Linked DNA regions of Sus scrofa: regions 1 and 2 are each linked to region 3. The links are chromatin contacts, called in public Hi-C and promoter capture Hi-C maps. All regions are on one chromosome and are shown on one strand. Each heading gives the region's core, a stretch centred on a gene start, on an enhancer-like site or on the middle of the called end of the contact. The rest is flanking DNA. Distances are from core to core; before and after follow the strand shown.

Evidence for each region. Promoter capture Hi-C pulls out the DNA fragments that hold promoters and counts their contacts. Hi-C and Micro-C count contacts between places; a contact is called where the count stands out from the background.
Region 1: a contact with region 3 is called in a Hi-C map of liver, with 5 times the contacts expected there. The contact joins two enhancer-like sites. A contact is called at or near these places in 2 of 5 promoter capture datasets (fetal liver and liver), 25 of 47 Hi-C or Micro-C datasets (alveolar macrophages, blood, embryonic fibroblasts and 14 more) and 2 of 2 datasets of contacts at active chromatin or transcription factors (alveolar macrophages and skeletal muscle).
Region 2: a contact with region 3 is called in a promoter capture Hi-C map of liver, with 6 times the contacts expected there. The contact joins two enhancer-like sites. A contact is called at or near these places in 1 of 5 promoter capture datasets (liver) and 3 of 47 Hi-C or Micro-C datasets (epiblast stem cells and liver).

What each region holds. Positions count from the first base shown.
Region 1 is chr11:4,552,939-4,555,950 of Sscrofa11.1, reverse strand. No RefSeq gene overlaps it. Among named protein-coding and RNA genes, the nearest start is that of GPR12, 130 kb to the right of the region's middle. Within about 2 kb of position 1,475, at least 19 of the 83 cell types and tissues checked have an H3K27ac peak or open chromatin away from gene starts, as enhancers often do. A contact at or near this core is called in fetal liver and liver, where this site is marked.
Region 2 is chr11:5,039,144-5,042,235 of Sscrofa11.1, reverse strand. No RefSeq gene overlaps it. Among named protein-coding and RNA genes, the nearest start is that of POLR1D, 3.6 kb to the left of the region's middle. Within about 2 kb of position 1,780, at least 4 of the 83 cell types and tissues checked have an H3K27ac peak or open chromatin away from gene starts, as enhancers often do. A contact at or near this core is called in liver, where this site is marked.
Region 3 is chr11:4,804,709-4,807,757 of Sscrofa11.1, reverse strand. All of the region lies in intron 1 of LOC110255796 (a long non-coding RNA gene), which reads right to left. Among named protein-coding and RNA genes, the nearest start is that of GTF3A, 47 kb to the left of the region's middle. Within about 2 kb of position 1,462, at least 11 of the 83 cell types and tissues checked have an H3K27ac peak or open chromatin away from gene starts, as enhancers often do. A contact at or near this core is called in fetal liver and liver, where this site is marked.

The DNA.
Region 1 (3,012 bases), core at 226-2,725, 250 kb after region 3:
TATAACATATTTGAAAGTAGACCGTTGATGGAGTTCCCATCGTGGCTCCGTGGTAACAAGCCTGACTAGTATCCGTGAGGATGCGGGTTCGATCCCTGGCCTCGCATAGTGGGTTAAGGATCTGGCGTTGCCGTGAGCTGTGGTGTAGGTTGCAGGTGCGGCTCGGATCTGGTATTGCTGTGGCTCTGGTGTAGGCGGCAGCCACGGCTGTGATTCGACCCCTAGCCTGGGAACCTCCCTATGCCGCGTCTGTGTCTCTAAAAAGACAAAAAAAAAAAAAGCGAAAGCAGGCCAGTGTTATCATACATGGCTGGAAAAGGTGAAAACTCATTTACCCAAAAGACACTGACTGGAAAAGAAAGTGATTTATTCTGGAAGGGTTCTTAAGACAAGTTAGTTGAAGAATGAGGTTACGCATAAAGGAATATAACGACACGGCTGGTTGGTTGGCCTCCGGGAGTCAGAGGAGCCCAGATCTGGGGGCTGGTCTTCCTTCCCCGGCTCTCCGGGACAGGATGTCAATATTTGATCCTGCGCCGCGACAGCCACGGGAGGGGTGTGTTGGCGGGAATCGGGACCAGCTGTTTTGGGCTCCTGTTCTGCGGGGAGAATTCGCGCCGTGTGGGAAGGCTCTTCCAGCATCAGCGGGCGTTAGGAGAGGGGCTTCCAACCGCCGCCTTTGGTCCGGGGGTGGGGGGCTGGAGGGTGGAGGGTGGCAGACGGTGTGAAACTTCTGTGAGTTGGGAGCCCGTTGGCGGGTGTGAACACCAGTACGAGGCTCAGTCCAAGTGGTGGAGCCGAGCGGGGAGGCCCGCGGGGGCAGCTCAGGCACCGTCTTGACCCTGGCTGGCCGGGCCCTCGAGTGTTTTCACTCCGCCCTGCACGTTGGGAGAGCCCGTTTGTCTTCACTGACGTGACGCCCTGGAACACAGGCTTTATAGGCCCTTCCTCCCAGAGTCCTCGTTACTGTCATTCTTTTCTCCGGGTTGGCATCGCCTCCCTGGTGAGAGGGCTCCCTGGGGCGCTGTGGAAGCAGCACCGTGGACCCCCTGGGGGGCCCAGCCGGCCTCACGCGTGTAAACCGAGGGCCCGGTTCTGCACCGGCAGCTATCGAGGAGCCTCGCAGCAAAGCTGCTGGAGAATTTCCCCGCGAGATGCCAAAGTACGAAAGAGATCAGAAGGCAGAGCGTCCGCCCAAAAGCCCAGCTCCGGCCCTGCCGCCCGCAGAGTCTGAGGATCGGCCAGGCCGTAAAGATAAGCGCCGGGCCTCCCTCTTCTTGGAAAGGCTTATCAGTGGCTGGTGTGGGGAGAAGCCGCCTCCCGGGAAGACGCCCCTGTTGGCATCGTCCCCGTGGACTTTACCAGGGCCCGTGTCCCCAGGCTGGTGACGTCAGCCACCCTGTCCCCTTGGGAGGGGCCACGCAGGATCTTGCAGCCAGCAGGCCCCCGAGGGGCAGGGAGCCCTTGCGCGTTGGGCGCCAGCCGGGCCCTCCCCGGGCCCTCTGCACTTGAGATAGCTCGGGGAGACTTTCGCATTGTCACTGTGACCTCCAGGGCCCCCTCGCTGCCAGTTAATCATTACACGGGCAGGGCTCTGTTCCCCGGCTCTCGGCCTGTTTTTGCGGCCGCCGGGGTTTATTACTGGCCAAGGGGCCTTGGCGGGTGTTTGGATTGCGTGCTGATAGGCGGCCGTTTGGCTCCAGCTCGGCTCTCTCGGGATTGGATACAGGACACACTCTCCTCTAGGGAAACTGGGTCATCTCGGAGGCGGGGGAAGGTACCCCCCAGCCCCCAAGCCGCTGAGAGCCCCTGGCACTGATCTTCCCACGTGCCCTCCTGGAGAAAGCCTGAGATGAAGCTGGCGCAGGAAGAAACACCAGCGTTGGAAAGCCGAGAGCGGATGCGTCCCGGCTGTGCCCCTGGGGGGCGCTGCTCAGGGTCCAGGCGGCTGGGCGCGATAGGGCTTCCTGTTCTGAGACCCTCTCTTCCTCGGGGAACCCGCCTCCAGCCCTCTGTCTGTCCTCTGAGGAGTGAGGCGGCCGGAAGGTCGTGCATCTATTGCAAAAGCAAGTGGACTGTCCGCAGAGGCACCCGCGAGCTTTCCTGGTGACCATGTTAAGTCCTTGGTGGTTAAATAACGTCGGGGAGGGTCCCAGCCCTCCACCCTAACGGCTCCCCCAAAGGAATCAGGTGCCACAGGAATGCCTGGCGCTGCTCAGGTCACTCCTACAGAACCCGCCGCGTCCTCTCGCCCTCCGTGCCCGTCTCACCCGTCACCTCGTGCCCATGTGTTATGGGCACGCCGCCCATCTCTGCCCCCTGTCCTCGTCCGCTTCCCACTTCCTCCCTCACTGGCCGCCTCCTAGGTCTGCCGTCCGGCTGGCGGCCTCGTCAGGGCTGCCCCTCTTGCTCTCTGCTGGGAGGGCCTCCTCTCCGCAGGGCCCTCCGTCGTCGTGTCCACGAGCACCTGCCCGCGGCACTCGGGCCACCCTGCACTGCACGCCCTGTGCCCTTTGACCTAAGTGGACTGTGTGTTTTTCTGGAAGCTGGTGCCCAGCCTGGGGCTGGCTCCCCGTTCCTTTGCGTTGCTCCTGGGGGGCAAATACAGGCAGGTCACAGCGGTGACCCTGGGCTCTGAGCGGTCCTGGGCCACATCTGTGTTGGTGGGAAGTTGGGCTGGGGTGGGCTTGGTACGAGCACGGTACTGGAGGGGACTCGGGATTCAGAGCCGCGTCCTCGCTCCTGTGCGGGCTGCGGGGGCCTTTCTGCCCTCGTGCAGCCGGGGGGACGCTGGGGTTCCTCGCTCTCCAGCACTGTGAGGCGGGCAGAGGGGGTGCCGGCGACGGTAGCATCTTTCTCTGGGGAGGGGCTTGGACAGAGGCTCGACTGGGATTCCCTTCCTGTCCACCCCCGAGTTCTGGACGCAGAGCACAGGGTACCACTGCCAGGCGGGCACCTGGACCGCGTGTGGTCTTTGCCTAAACCGCCTCCGGTGTCCTCCCTCCTGGCCCT
Region 2 (3,092 bases), core at 531-3,030, 230 kb before region 3:
GCCGTGTTTTAGACGGAGGGCTTGGGACTCAGATGTGCTGTTTCTTCTGATGTGTCTTGTGCATTTAAGGCTATGAATCAGGACGGCTCTGTCTGCCGGGAGCTCCAGGACACTCACGCAGGGGCTTAGCTGCGTAGACGTTTCTTTTGAAATCGCAGAAACGAAGTTGAGTGAACGTGTGAATCTTCAGGAGGAGGAAACCGTTGTGAGTTTATGGGAACTGTCTTCACGTTAAGAATTTCACATTCTCGCAGCAGTGATACTTACTTGTAAATTGGCCTTCGTCCCAGGACAGATTTTGATTTTTTTTTTTTTTTTTCCTTCTTGCTTGACCTGTGACGCAGTACTGATGAAGTCGATCTCAGCAGATCAATTTTATGTACTTGGACAGACTGGATTCCCGTCGCTGCACCCCTGTAGAAAATGGGCTTTGATCTAGTATCCTTTTTGGCCTGTCAGAGCTTTCTTGAGCCATGAACAACAAAAAGTGTTGCCTTTTTTTAGCTTGTCCAAGTCCTACTGGTGAGTTTTCCCCTGGGGCAAAGTGTAGGCCAAATCGGAAGCAAAGTAGAATGACATTACTTTTAATTTGGCCCACATGTGTGTTCACGTTCCCAGTTCTGCATCTTGTTGCTCTCTCCTTTTCGCATCAGGTTATCAATTTTTCATTATTCATTCAGCAGCTGATGGAGTGCCTTCTGCATGCCAGGTATTGATGGCAGGGCTCAGCTCTTGCCCTGAAGTGGCTCCTAGTCTTGTGTGGACGCTGATCCATATACCTTCATTCTACCAGCTGCCACAAAGCAACTGACACACCTGCTGTGGGAACTTAAAAGAGGGAGCGTTTCTGCCTCGAGTTTGTTAGGAAAGGCCTCACACAGCACTTACTCTGAGAGGTGTGTGATTTTTCGAGGCGCATTCTAGGCAAAAGGACTAGCCTGTAGGGCGTCACGGTGTGAGAGCTGCGTGTGGTCACTCTGGCTTGAAGGATGTGGTGTCTGGGGTTAGGGCTTAGGTCAGATGCTTGTGTATGGTTCATTTCAGAGCGCTTTAGGGCTTTGTCTTGCCTAGGGTAGGCACTCAAATATTTATTGAACTGATTTGAACAGAAACATGAAGGATTTTGTATGCCAAATTAAGAAATTTGGATTTTATCCAGTCAGTTGATACAGAGCTGCTAATTTTAAGCAGGAGGATGTCATGGTAACATTTGCTTTCCAGAAGGATCTCTTCGGCAGTCTGAAGGATGGTTGGGGGTCCAGATGGGAGGTGGGGAGACAGAGTAGGAGCTATTATAGTGTAGGTAACCCACAGTGTTTGTGTTTGCATCTGGCTCTGTCACTCATTACGTAACTTCTTTCTTCCCTTAGGTTCCCCGTTTCGTAGGGTTTGGGGGGTAAAAGTTGAAGACAGGTGTGTTAGATGGCGCTTGGCGCATAGGAAGGCCTTGGTAGACCTCGTTGTTATTCCGTGTCAAGGCGGTGGCCATAGAGATGATGTATCGTTTAGGAGGTGTAATTGGTTGCTCCAGCTAAGTGACTAAGATGTGATTAGGGAGAGGGTGATTCCTGGGTTTTTGACTTGGGGGCATTGGAGTGTCCTGGTTAAGCTGGCTGTGGAGTCAGAACAGGGGTTGAATTCCATCTCTTACCCTTAGAATTGCTATCCTCACTGAACTTTGGTTTCCTGACATTTAGGAAATGAAGTCCCTGCCTAGTAGGGTTTGAGGATCAAAAGCAATTACGCGTGTAATGCCCTTGGCAGAGTCCCTAGCACATTGCCAGTGCTCAGTAAATATTAGTTGTTCCTGTAGTGGTAAGGACATTAATGAGCTAGTGGAATGTTAGGAGATATGAGAAAGAACATTTAAAAACCATTTTTGGTGGGAGTGGGGAAGGGAAGACGGTTTTGGACGATCCCATGGAGGTGCTCGTGAATGATCGAGAAGCCTGTGATGCAGCTGTTGGATAGTGTGTCTGGCAGGCGCTAGGAAAAAATAGAGAAGAAAAAATTTTAAAAAAGTCCACTTAGAGCCTTTGCGGGTATGGGCAGCTTTATGGAAGATTCGGAGAAAGGGGGGCGGAGGAGAGGTTTACCTTGTGGCAGTGCCAGGAGTGTAGATGTGGAATCTTAGGCTTCTCTAGCCTTCAGATGCATTTTGGCTTCTGTCACATGGGAACTCCAAACTCAGATAATCTGGAGGCTGTGTCCTCCCCTCCTCTTTCACTCCTCTCTGATGGCCCCCTGCCCTCCCCACCAAATCCAAGTGCCTTTTTGATTTTATTATGCAGAGACATTTAACTTTCCCCTGTTTATGGGGCTAAAGTTCACTCCAGACCCACGTCCCTATATCAGAATACAGCAAGGTCTCTGGAAGAAGCAAAGGTCTCATTTCATAGGTTTACTTAGGAAGTAATGTTCTAAAAATGTGTATATAAAGATTATATATATAAGATTATATATAATTATATATATATATAAAATCATTGTATATCTTGCATGTAAAATTACACGTGTAGAAGACTTAGCCAGGTCTAAAATGACCCTGTTAAGGGGCCTGGAGATTTTCAAAGTAAATCCCCTTTAGCTTTCCTGTCATATGTCTCTTTTCCTTAGAAAAGGGAGAAACAGTAGAGAAACCTGTGGTTATATAGTTTTGGTTGGTCGGAATTAGAAGAAATGGCTCTTTTGCGTATTAACTGAGATGTTGTCAAGAAGAATTTTTTTTTTTTTTTTTTTTTTTTAATGGCCACATCCACGGCTTATGGAAGTTCCCAGGCCAGGGATTGAATCAGAACTGCACCTGTGATCTACACTACAGTTGGGGCAATGCTGGATCCTTTAACCCGCTGTGCAGGATTGGCGATTGAACCCGTGCCTACACCGCGACCTGAGCTGCTGCAGTTGGATTCTTAACCCACTGTGGCACAGTGGGATTCCCAAGAGGAATTTTTTTTTTTTTTGTCTTTTTGCTATTTCTTTGGGCCGCTCCCGCGGCATATGGAGGTTCCCAGGCTAGGGGTCGAATCGGAGCTGTAGCCACTGGCCTACACCAGAGCCACAGCAACGCAGGATCCGAGCCGCGTCTGCAA
Region 3 (3,049 bases), core at 213-2,712:
TCATGGAATAGCATTTTATTTTGCTGCTGATGGAAGTTAAGCAGCTGTAGGAGACTTTGCTTGTGGTTCACATGGCAAGACCCCTGGAAATTGACCCTGGAGGGCCCACAAAGACTCAATTCAGCACTAAAATTTAAATATCTGCCTAGTACTTTCAAGATGGAACAAATGAATGTGTAAGGAAACCACGTGCAAACTTCGAGGAGCCCCGTCGGGCATGAACAGAGGGACTGATGCTCACTTCCCCACGGGGCCAGCAAGGGTTAGCCCCACAGTGAGTGTCTCCAAAGAGAGACCTGAAGGGTCCCTGCAACGTGCGGTGGGATGGCAGACGCTCATCAGGGATAAGGCGACAGGAAGCAGACCTGAGCCGAAGCTCAGGACATCCAGCAGCCACGGTTCTTGGCTCCAAACAAACTCTGCTGTGAAGTGCTGACAAGCATTCCATGCTGCCCATTTCCTGCCTGGAAGGATCCTTTACACTGGAAATAACGCACCACTCCCAGCACCAAACCCTCACCACTGGGCACTCTCTTAGCCAGAGAAAGACAAATAAATGCTCACTTTCTATGTTGAGAATGCACCGTGTAGCGGATCCTGCTGGAAGCCCCTCTATCATTAGCGGAAGTCATCCTCCCAACAGGATCCTCAGCCCCATGTTACAGGGGAGGAAACTGAGAGCAGAGAGGTTAAGCCACTTTCAGGGGGACAGGATGTAAATAAACCCAGGAGGCTTGCTGTATGGACTGCCTCAGAAACCACCAGCCAAGCTTCTGCCTGCTCAGAACGAGGGCACCTGGTGGAGTCAGGGCCCAGAGGCTGCCCCTCGCGGGTGTCTTGGGGTTGTTTACACTTTTGCACGAATGCTTTATTTCTTGGGGACTATTCTGGAATGCTGAGCCGAGGCTCCTCGCATGCCTGCTGCTCCCTCCAGCCGGAAGCTCCCAGGGCTTGTCCAGGGCGGCTGTCGGCCTGCTGACCACACCGTGCAAACAAGGGCAGCAGCTGCTCAGTGTCCACAGAAGCATGAGCGTGGTTTGCAGAGTAAACGAACTCTAATTTGGACAAATACCCAGGCGGCCCAGAGCCTGGGACAGGCAGGGCTGTGGAACAGGAGCGGCCGGGCTGCCCCGGCAGTACTCGCCGGCTAGCACCCACCGAGACATCAACCTCAGGCCCCCTTCCAGCTCACAGCGTTGCCGAGGGGAGGGAAAGGCCACCTGGGAGGGGGCGGGGTTTGCTCAGGTTTGGTATTTACACGCTTAGCAGCCCTGCAGGTGAGCACAGGCCCAAACCTCAGAAAAGCACGCAGGTGAGGAAACCACAGGATACGCCTGCTCTGAATAAAAATTGACTACAGAGAGAGAGAGAGAGAGAGAGAGAGAGCGCGCGGGCTGAAGGCACCTGGTCTTGCCCGTGCAACGCAAACGGTACTGCGCATGCCTTTCGCCTGGACACAGGTCAGCGGAACTAAGGGTGCGCCTCCTGGCGGCCAACCCTGTCCGTGTGTCCTGGACACGTCGCCCGGCCTTGCTGGACGTCCACCTCTTCCCCTGCACCATCAGCACCGCTTCCCAGCGCGGCTCCCGGCCGGACTGAGACGGTGCAGGGAGAAGACACGCGGTGAACGCTGGCGAGACAGCAGATTCGTCATGAATTTCGACAAGTATTCATTCGACAAACACTGCGCTGTGGCGCCCCACGAGCCCCGGGTGAGCGTGCTGGCTGCTAACACAGCTGCCCTCCTCCGAAGGGCACCACATCCCCCGGAAGTACCTGGAAGCTTACGCCAACTATAGGTACAAAAGCCTGGCCCCCTCTTCCACAGCGGGACGGCTTTGCGGTGCTGTTGACGGTCCAGAACTCTCCGGGGATCCGGCTGAGACTACACTTCAGCGGAAGGCAGAGAACTGCTCAGGCTCTCCCCCGCCTGCCGCCCCTCTCCCAGCACGCCCTCCATCCGTCGGGGGTGCTCTCAGACCTGGGCGTCTGCTCCGGCCAGGCCTGGGAGACACAGCAGTGAGCAGCGGTCCCTGCTCCAGCAGGGTCTGTGCCCGGAGAGCGACCCGCAAAGGGCCAGTGAATTCGAGTAAGAAGTTCCACGGACTTAATGCCGGGGCGGGGAGGCGTAAAGGCTCACAGAATGGGCCGATGCAGGAAAAGGCTCACCAGGGAGAGGCCCCTGACCCAGGCGGCCCCGGGCGCAGGGAGTGCGGCCCAGAGAGGGAGCCCTTCAAGGCTCAGAGGGCAAGTGAGCTGGATGATTTGCAAGGGACTCTCTAGAGCCAGTGACCAAGGAGAGGGGTGACTGGCTCCAGAGTTACCCCTAATCCTTTCCTCCTGAGGACCGAGGCGACCCCTGGGCAGAATCTCTGTGGCAGCAGAGCCTGCGCACGAGGCTGCCCTGGGAACGGTGCTGTCCGGACACGTTAGGTGCCCAGTGGTCATGCCATTATTCCTTCCCCGTGAAGGGCTGGGTCCGGGGTGAACCTGCACCCTCCCCCCACCCACAGCAGAAGGAACAGGGCTGCTGGGTGAGCTCACTTGCAGGAGGAGCCTGGAGCAGTCCGAGTCATAGAAACAGAGTAGAATGGTGGGTGCACCTGGGGCAAATGACGGCTCTGGAGAAGGTGGAGGTGACAGCTGCACTCAGGGCGAGTGTTCTCAGGGCCACGGAGCTGCACACTTTAAAGTGGTTCGGGGGCAAACTTCATGTGTTTTTCACCACAATTCTTAAAAAAGAGGAAGGAAGGCTATTGTCTAGATCTAAGGGCAGAGTCATGTTATATCCCGTGGTCTAAGACAAAGAAGTTACCGGACACATGATTTTAAAACATCAGTTAGTACCAGGAAGCAGATGACAAGATAACCAGGTCCCCAGCCCCGAGTGCACAGGCAGTGCTGACTGCCTGTCCTGGCACCAGCCTCCCGGCCAGGTCTCCCCAGAGCTTCACTCAGGGACCGCATCTGCGCTGATGCGTCTCCCCTACGAAGCCCTTTCTGATGAGCTGTGTCTCTCTCCTCCTCGTCCACCTTTCCAGAATCACTC